Linked DNA regions of Mus musculus: all the other regions are linked to region 3. The links are chromatin contacts, called in public HiChIP or PLAC-seq maps. All regions are on one chromosome and are shown on one strand. The core of a region is the stretch at or near the end of the contact, and the rest is flanking DNA. Distances in the headings are between cores, read along the strand shown. Region 1 has its middle 51 kb from the start of Smyd2. Region 2 overlaps Gm39736 (a long non-coding RNA gene). Region 3 holds the start of Rps6kc1 (ribosomal protein S6 kinase polypeptide 1).

Region 1 (2,753 bases), core at 52-2,551, 940 kb before region 3:
TCATGTGATACTATGATTTAAGAATCTATGGTTTCTAGTTAGCACTGGCTGCAATTTGGCCCAATATAGAGTCATTTGGGAAGAGGGAAGAATTGCATGCATCAGATTGGCCTGTGGGTGTGTCTGTGGAACATTTTCTTGATTGCTTATTGATGTAGAAGCACCAGTCCCACTGTGGATGGGACCATTCTTATGCTGGTGGGCTGGAGCTGTAAGAAATGTGACAATGTGAGCCAGTAGGTCTGTCTTAAGGACCAGGCCTGATTTCAAAACAGGCCACAAGGCACCAGCTTCAGGAATAGACCATAAGTTCCAGAAACTAAGTCATAAGATACCAGCTCTAGGAACATATCATAAAGCTCCCTCCCATAAAGAACAGCCTGGGAAAAACCACAGAAAAATGGGGAATATCTTATCTCAGAACGGGCTGTCTTTAACCCTATTTCATCACATGGTTGAATGTTCATGACGTAGGAACGCAGACCACTGACCACCTGTGACGCCCTAGCACCCACCAATGAAATCTTAGATTACCCAATCCTTCTAGAGAGTTCTCCCTGTTGCCTATAAAAAGCCCTGTGTACCTTTGTCTGGGGTTGCCATTTTAGAGAATGGTTGACCCCCCACATTCTTGTTGCTTCTGCAGAATAAGTGCTCTTTGTTTTTGCATACTATATGGGTTTGGGGTCTCCTTCAGTGCTTTTCAGATCCTTACACAAGTAAGCAGAGTTGTCCCACGGTTTCTGCTACAGTTCTTGCCTCCAGGTTCCTGCCTGAATTTCCCCAAAGAAGGGTGGTGACCTGGAAGCACAAAATGCAAAGCCTTGTCCTTCCTAAGTCACTTTTGATCATGTTTATTAAAGTAACAGAAAACTGATCAAAACAGGGAAAGCTCTCCAGGTGCCTAAGGTCTGAGCAGGAGTTATGCTTAATTCCCCTTCCAAGGGACAGTTATCCAGGATTTCCTTGTCTAAAGTCAGCAGAGACCGACCTCTCTGTTCGCTGCTACATCCTTTGCTGTATCGTCACCTGTGCAGCTTCTGCTGAGACGCTGGTGACCAGGCTGGGGAGGTCTGCTTAGAGGCAGCAGGAGGTAATAGCTTGGTGGAGGACAGGGAGGGTGCCTTGTCTCCTGTAATATGGAATGGGTGACAGAGAATTTCAAGCAGTGACGGTCTCTACCTAGAAACAGACTTTCAGGATGACCAGTGGCTTTAACCGAGCAGTACTGATCGATCAAGGCAAAGGCATTTTCTACTTGCACTTGAGAACAGCAGGCTGGAGGGGCGGGGCAACGACTGTGGATCCCTCCTTCTTTAGTCACCCTCTGCCATCTGCTGGCCACAGCCGGAAGTGCTCCTGAATCACTAAGTGGTCCTGGTGGGGAGTTTTGTTATTTTTTCTGAGTTTACGGGAGTTTACAGGAGTGGGCCACCATGCCAAGCTCAGGGAGGTCGTCTTATTACTGTATATTTTCGGAGCTCAAAATGTGACTTCTGAGAAAAACTGTGTCATAATTCACCAGATTCCATAATTTATTTCCCTCGAAATCACAGTTCTGAGGAGACTTGAACATCTGAGCGATCGGCTTGACATTTTTATTCCTTTGCTGGTGAGGTAATATTTGAACTCTGAACACCATGTTCAAACTCTGACATCTTAATTCTAGTTTAGCAGTTGTGTGCATGTGTGTGTGCATGTGTGTGTGTGTGTGCATATGTACGTGCACATGTGGCAGTTGGAGAAGATCTCTCCGGAGATGGTTTCCTCTTTTTACCATGTGGAACTGAACTTGAGTTGTCAGGGTTTATGTCATGTGACTTTACATGCTGAGCCATCACACAGGTCCTCTATAATTTCTTTATGATGTTGGCCAGGAAATGTCACCTGTTGGTCCTCCGTCTCCTCGTCTGTGGCAACAGACCTTGTGGGAGATGCTAGATCTTGCTTCTCTAATGGGTTTGACTCATGACAAGAGCTTACATGTGCACAGCCTATAACAGCTCGCACCCCACCTGCTCTCAGTCAACCCTGTGCGCCATGCTCTTGATGTACCTAAGAGTTTAGGCAAACCTTAGAATATAGAGCACAGAGCCTTCTGAGAATCACTTATGCATATATGCCTGGCCATGCTGTCTGTGCCACATTTCAACGCCACAGTTGATTCAAACAATGTCAGCCCACTCTCTCAAATCTTTCTTATTCCTTCCTGCTAGAGTGATCCATATTCCTTGTGACCACCTACAATACACTATCTAGAGTGTGACTGTTCACCTCTATCTGGGAACATGGGCCTGAATTGCCTGGGTCCTTAAGGGTCAGGACCAGTCTATTGTATTGTCGTGTCTCATGCTAGGTTATTTGGCATCTACTCAATAAACACTTGTTGAAAGGATCCATCTCATTGGATTCTCCAGGAATCCTGGATCAGGTGGAGCAGATGTGAACTGTGGTCATTCTGTAGAGGAGCCATAGAGACTGGACTTAGATGTCAGGGGTAGAATTGAGAGTGGGATTCAAGGCTGGGGAAGATAAATATACATGCAGGCGTGTGAAGAAATAACTGAGAGAACAAGGCTCACCTTGAACCCACACACCAACGCCAATTCCTGGTACCTGCAGAGTCTAGAAGAGGGAGTCAGATCCTTTGAAACTAGAGTTATAGATGATTGTGAGCCCCCATTTTGGTGCTGAGAATCCAACCTGGGTCCTCTGGAAGAGCAGCCATCACTCTAGCCCAGGCTCCACCACTG
Region 2 (2,700 bases), core at 92-2,591, 870 kb before region 3:
CTTAATATCATAATAAATGAAATACTGAATGCAGGAGAAGCTAACTTTAAAATGTAGTTACAATAGCCCAGTGACAGAATGGAGGAGCACCAGCCATTGTTCTGGAACATTCAAGCACTCATTTTAGTGAGGTAGGTTACTTCAATGTCTAAGAGCTGCAAGCACCTGGCGCCTTCACAGCGCTGAAGTTTCAAGAACTGTTTCTTATTTTCATAAATTTCATAACACAGGAGTTGGTAGTTCCTAAGGTACCTAGGCAGACATGTGTGTCTACATGTAACAGGTACATGTGTGTCTACATAATGTAAGCATCCTTTTGCTAACTGGAAACACCTCCTTCTATTAAGACCATTTTCTTTGCTTGGCCACTTTCTTTAACTTAATGTATTTTAACCCTAAATTACTGTGCAGCATCACGGACAACAATAAGATACAGCCTGGCTTCTCGACACATTGCTCACTCTGGGTAGTGGACATACTCTATGCTGCTTGCCGACTATAACTCGCTATGATATACAAGTTCATTTGTCATTTGCTTCAGGGAGCAGTCTGCTGGTGGCAGGGGTAGTGACAGGAAGTGGGACACTGAGCCAGGTTTCAGACTTGGGTTTTGTCATTTTCTCCCAGTGAAAGAATAGACTGATAGCATCATTCCCCAGGGTGCTTTGACTGTTGGTCTTCTGCCTCTTTTCTGGCCTTCTCCCATGTGTATGCTCTTATTTCTTTCCTGGTCAGCTTTTTGTTTTCTGTTTTCTACATTTCTAGCTTTCCATCTCAATGCCTTTGGGTCTCAGCACGTACAGCAGCGTACAGCCAAACAGTTAAACATACTCCCGATGCTGTTTTAATTCTTTTCCTCTCCTGGTCTGGTAATCCCTGGCTGGATCAGCCAGTTTCCTGATCTCCCCAGGACTCTGCCAGTTCTAAAGAACCTAGTCTGGAAACTAAGTACCCGAACCTCGGGGAGAGCCTTGATAGCTGAGGCTTAGGAGCAAGTCAGTCTCCAGGGCTCCCCCTTTCTTGACTTCCAATAATTGGCAACCACAGACAAGGAAGCAAGTGAGGTCCAGGAAAGGCTTTCTAGCTTGATTGATGGTAGAGGTGCATTGGAGAAGGCAGCAGGAAGTATGTGCTCTGCGGAAAAACAGGAAGGTTTCAGGGAGAGCCAAGAGACACTGGAGACAACAGAGCAATGTCCCTCACCCTGCTTCCTGAACCGTGGTGAGTGGGGGAGGGAAGGGATGCAAGAAACCCTCTCTTTTCCTCGTCCCATATCTCTAGAGCAGTGGCTCTCAACCTGTGGGATATCCTGCATGTCAGATAGTTTACATCACAATTCACAACAGTAGCAAAACTACAGTTACAGAGTAGCAAGTTACAAAGTAGAGATAAATTTATGGTATGTGTGTGTGGGTGTGTGTGTGTGGGGGGGGGACACCACAGCATGAAAAACTGTATTAAAGTCTTGCAGCATTAGGAAGGCTGAGAACCACTGCTTCATAGGAAGGTGTCAGGTTGCTGTGTCTCACGCAGTACCTTCATATTTAAGGAATGAACAAGACAAGCCCAAGGGCAATATTGCATCTATACACAGATAAGAAAGAGGACCCTCCCTGCCAGACCTTGTGTTCTGGCTATGGCCTTCCTTATGGGACCATAGTTAGCAACTCACCACTTGAAAGTCCTGAGCCTGTGCAGAGGCTATGTGAGCTGGAAAACATGCTCCTTGCCTTGAGGTTGAATCCTGATGCTGGTGTGTAGGTCTTCAGGAATGAGGGTTAGCCAAGGGGGTAAGCATATTAAATCTTAGAGAGAGCCAGGCATGGGACATCAGTGCTGCAATGTTGGAAGGAGAGATAGAAGAAGGAAAAGGAAGGGGAAAAGGAGATGATAGGCTCTCATAACTCCCACATCTTACCTAGTACAGAACTCAGGAAGAAGGGACTTCTATATTAGACCATCTCAGATTTGTTCTTAAGGACAATCGTCAGTTCAAAGGGGTGGCATTGAACACTGCATTTATTAGCATGGTTTCTTCCTTCCTTCCTTCCTTCCTTCCTTCCTTCCTTCCTTCCTTCCTTCCTTCCTTCCTCCCTCCCTCCCTCCCTCCCTCCCTCCCTCTTTTCTTTCTTTCTTTCTTTCTTTCTTTCTTTCTTTCTTTCTTTCTTTCTTTCTTTCTTTCTTTCTTTCTTTCTTTTGTTTATATCTTCCAAATGCTTGAATAGTTGGTTCACTGTCCCATGTGCATTCTGACTGTAGGCCCCACATAGGTTAGAACAAGAGTCCTAGGTCACCAAAGCCGTTGTCTCAGCTATGCATGAGAGGCAAGCACTGTCTGAATGCTGTCCCAACCACCACACATGTAGAGACCGGAAATTACAAACTATTTTGTTATTTGAAAGCTTTTGTGGTTCAAGAAGACTGGACAGGTGCATAGTAGAGCAATGCCTCATGGGTTGGGAACTCCACAGAGAGACTTGGAGGCCGGTGGTGACTCTGGGGATGGGCTGGCATCACCGGAAGGTGCTCTCACTTCTTATCTGGAGGTGAGGTTGGTTCTGCTGTAGTACTGGCTGCAGCTCCCACACAACTCTAGCCTCAGAGTCTGGGTTTCTTCTGAGGCCTGGGTCTGAGTATCAAAAAGAGGGCAAGGAGGAGTATCAGAACAAAGAGATGCCCTGCATCTCATTACCCAGATTT
Region 3 (2,800 bases), core at 115-2,614:
AGCAACTGAGTTTCCTCATCGTGGGTTAAGCAGAACTGGTCCCGAAGCTCAAAGCTGCTACTGCTCTGCAACAGAAACTTTAGCAAACTTTTAAACTTCCTTGAATCTGCTTCCTCATCATGAAGTTGTACAAAATGCCCAGCATACACACAGCAGTGCACATAAGCACTTATTTCATGTTATTGTTCTCATTTCCCAGGAAAACGAGTTCTCAAAACTTAAGCTGAGGCAACAAAATTTAAGAAAAACAGTACTAAATTTGGAACAGTGAATTTATGTAAAAAAAAATTACCATTTATTTATTTGGGGGGACGACACCTTCAGTGGTCAGAGGACAATTTGCAGGAGTCAGTTCTCTCCTTCCACCATGTAGGTCCCAGGGAATGAAAACAGTTCTTCGGGCTTGACAGCAAGCATCTTTACCTGCTGAGCCATTGTGCCACACCAACCACCCTCAAGTCTCACTTAAGTACACATGTGTCTCCTGAAAAGACTCATCAAAACTCAGAAGCAAAGGCTAAAGATCCAAGACGAGCGTCTTAACAGCGAAATCTTCCCAAGATTCTACCTGCCTCACGGCAAGCCAGCCACTGAATGAGAAGAGGAAACGTCCCTTCCGTTACATAAGCCCCACAACACACCCACTAACATTTTTAAGTGTGTGTTTTCCCTCTGGAATGCACCAGCCCAATTCTGCAAATTTCATTTCAAGAGAAAGTCCACATAGGACAGAGGACTAGGTCATCCATTTAAAGACATCCACCAGTGTTCCACCCCAGAATGGCTGGTGGAGCCCAGCATCCCTTATGGAGCCTGCACTCCAGTCTACCAGGAGTCCATTCTCATGCTTAGAGTTCCCATCATCTCCATCCTGGGGTCCCTCTCTCCTGACTGAGGTCTCCAATATCTCCATCCTGGAGTCCTGTCTCCTGGCAAGGGTCCCCAGCATCTCCATTCTGAGATCCCATCTCCTGCCTGGGGTCCTCAACATCTCGAACCTAGAGTCCCATCTCTGCCTGGAGTTCCTGTGTACTGTCTAGGGTCTCCTGTCCGAGTCTCCATCCCTCCCTACCAACCTACCTACCACTCGCCGCACCCAGCCGCAGCCCGGAGCCCGTGCCCCGCCCAGTGTCCCTATCCAGAAACTCACCCGTGCGGTAACCTTATAGACAGTGTAGCCCCTGGGGTGTCGCTGGGGCTCGGTGACAGTGTAGAAGCGGGCCAGGTCCGCACTGTGACCCCAAGGAGAGGTCATCCTCCCTCCGCCCGTGCTTCCGCCAGCTGGGGACCATCGGGCAGCCCCAGCTGTGCCGGACTCCACGCAGCACTAAGCACGAGCACCGCGAAGAGGGGGCGGTGGCTCCTGGGGGGCTGTCGCTTGGATCTGCTTCCGGATCACCACACAGACTTCCGGGTCATCCCGGTCGACGTTCGGGATAAGAAGGTGCGGCTCTGGATCCTCTCCGAGCTGTATCGTCCGCTGTGGTTACTAGCGCCTAGCTCAGTCGCCATGGATACCGGAGGCGTCCCTACTAAGTCTCCTGGTGCACTAGCTTCGATGTCTACTAGAATTTGCGAGCTGGGGAGAGGGTTGGGCCTCCCGCCCTGTGCTCCTGTAGAGTCCTGGGTGATGGACGCAGCGGTACCCGAGCCAAGCATCTCCTTTCCTTCCCTACTTACTCTGTGCGGTGCCCACAGCAACATCGCAGCGCTCTGACAGACACGTCCCCATTTTCCCGTAGATGAACCCTCTTTGACATACCTACAGCTGCACGACAAGCCCTCACCCTACGTAGAATAGAAGTGCATCCCTCCCACTCTCTCAGGGAGATTGCTTGAGACCAACATGGGTCAAGTAGTGAGTTCAGAGTTAAGCTGGGCTACATGGGGAGAACCTGTCTCAAAACACAAAATTTGCTCAGTCACAGGATCCAGGGCAGTCTGCTATACATAACAAGACTCTCAACAACAACAACAACAAAGAAGTTTGTTGTTTTTTCAACAGTCCCTAGACTCTTAAATGTGCATCTGTTGTGGGGGTTGTAGAAGGAGACTCTCAAAGTCACTACAAAGAGTCTCCAGTTTCTATTGATTGGCATCCCCTACCTGGCAATTTTTTTTTAACTTTCTCTTGATCAGAGCTCTCATTCCCAAAAGATTCATTGCAAGGTTCTGTCGTTGTTAATTCTGTGTCTCTTGCTTCCTCTCCTCCCTGCCTTCTAACCCCTAGAACACACAATTAAGGAAGGAAGGAAGGGAAGAAACAAAGAGGGAGAAACAGAGATGGTAAGAAGAATTAGAGATGTGGTTGAGTAGTTAGTTAGGATCTCTGATTGCTCTTCCGGAGGAATGGGTGAGGTTCAAATCCCAGCATGCCAGTGGCAGCTCTTAGCTGCCTGTAACTCCAGTTCTGAGGGATCTGATGCCCTCTTCTGGCCTCCTCCAGCACACAAGTAGTACACATACCTAAGAGCAGAAAAACACCCATAGACATAAAAATAAAAATCCTTTTACAAAGGAAAAGAGTGACTTTAGCACCCTTTGTCTGCTCACATCTCCATCCCAGCCTGACACCCTTGCTCATTTGAAAACTACTTGCTCCACTCATGTGCTGATTTCCACTCTCTTTGGCAGAAAGAAAAACGTTGTTCTAATAATGTCTCCACCCTGTATGTTTGATCTTCGACTATTAACCTCTTCTGAGCCTTTAGGCTTTTCTTATTATTTCTCTTATGTGTATGGGTCTTTTGCCTGCCTGCATGTATGTTGACCACATGTATACCTGGTACCCACAAAAAAA

The links. HiChIP or PLAC-seq counts read pairs in DNA pulled down with a chosen protein or histone mark.
Region 1: an H3K4me3 HiChIP or PLAC-seq map of embryonic limb bud shows a contact between it and region 3, with 4 times the contacts expected there. The contact joins the enhancer-like site here to the promoter of Rps6kc1 in region 3. A contact is called at or near these places in 2 of 39 promoter capture datasets (embryonic stem cells and hippocampal neurons) and 6 of 115 datasets of contacts at active chromatin or transcription factors (the SCID.adh cell line, astrocytes, embryonic forebrain and 3 more).
Region 2: an H3K4me3 HiChIP or PLAC-seq map of the SCID.adh cell line shows a contact between it and region 3, with 8 times the contacts expected there. The contact joins the enhancer-like site here to the promoter of Rps6kc1 in region 3. A contact is called at or near these places in 3 of 39 promoter capture datasets (cranial neural crest, hippocampal neurons and second pharyngeal arch cranial neural crest), 8 of 115 datasets of contacts at active chromatin or transcription factors (the SCID.adh cell line, astrocytes, craniofacial prominence and 5 more) and 1 of 9 other capture datasets (embryonic stem cells).

Annotation. Positions count from the first base shown.
Region 1 is chr1:189,971,905-189,974,657 of GRCm38.p6, forward strand. No RefSeq gene overlaps it. Among named protein-coding and RNA genes, the nearest start is that of Smyd2, 51 kb to the left of the region's middle. Within about 2 kb of position 1,302, at least 12 of the 459 cell types and tissues checked have an H3K27ac peak or open chromatin away from gene starts, as enhancers often do. A contact at or near this core is called in the SCID.adh cell line and embryonic limb bud, where this site is marked.
Region 2 is chr1:190,037,105-190,039,804 of GRCm38.p6, forward strand. Gm39736 (a long non-coding RNA gene) reads right to left here. Exons shown (of 2, transcript XR_865850.3): 2 at 2,375-2,629. Among named protein-coding and RNA genes, the nearest start is that of Gm39736, 6.7 kb to the right of the region's middle. Within about 2 kb of position 1,342, at least 2 of the 459 cell types and tissues checked have an H3K27ac peak or open chromatin away from gene starts, as enhancers often do. A contact at or near this core is called in the SCID.adh cell line, where this site is marked.
Region 3 is chr1:190,910,406-190,913,205 of GRCm38.p6, forward strand. Rps6kc1 (ribosomal protein S6 kinase polypeptide 1) reads right to left here and starts at 1,365. Exons shown (of 15, transcript NM_178775.4): 1 at 1,151-1,365. The coding sequence starts at 1,255.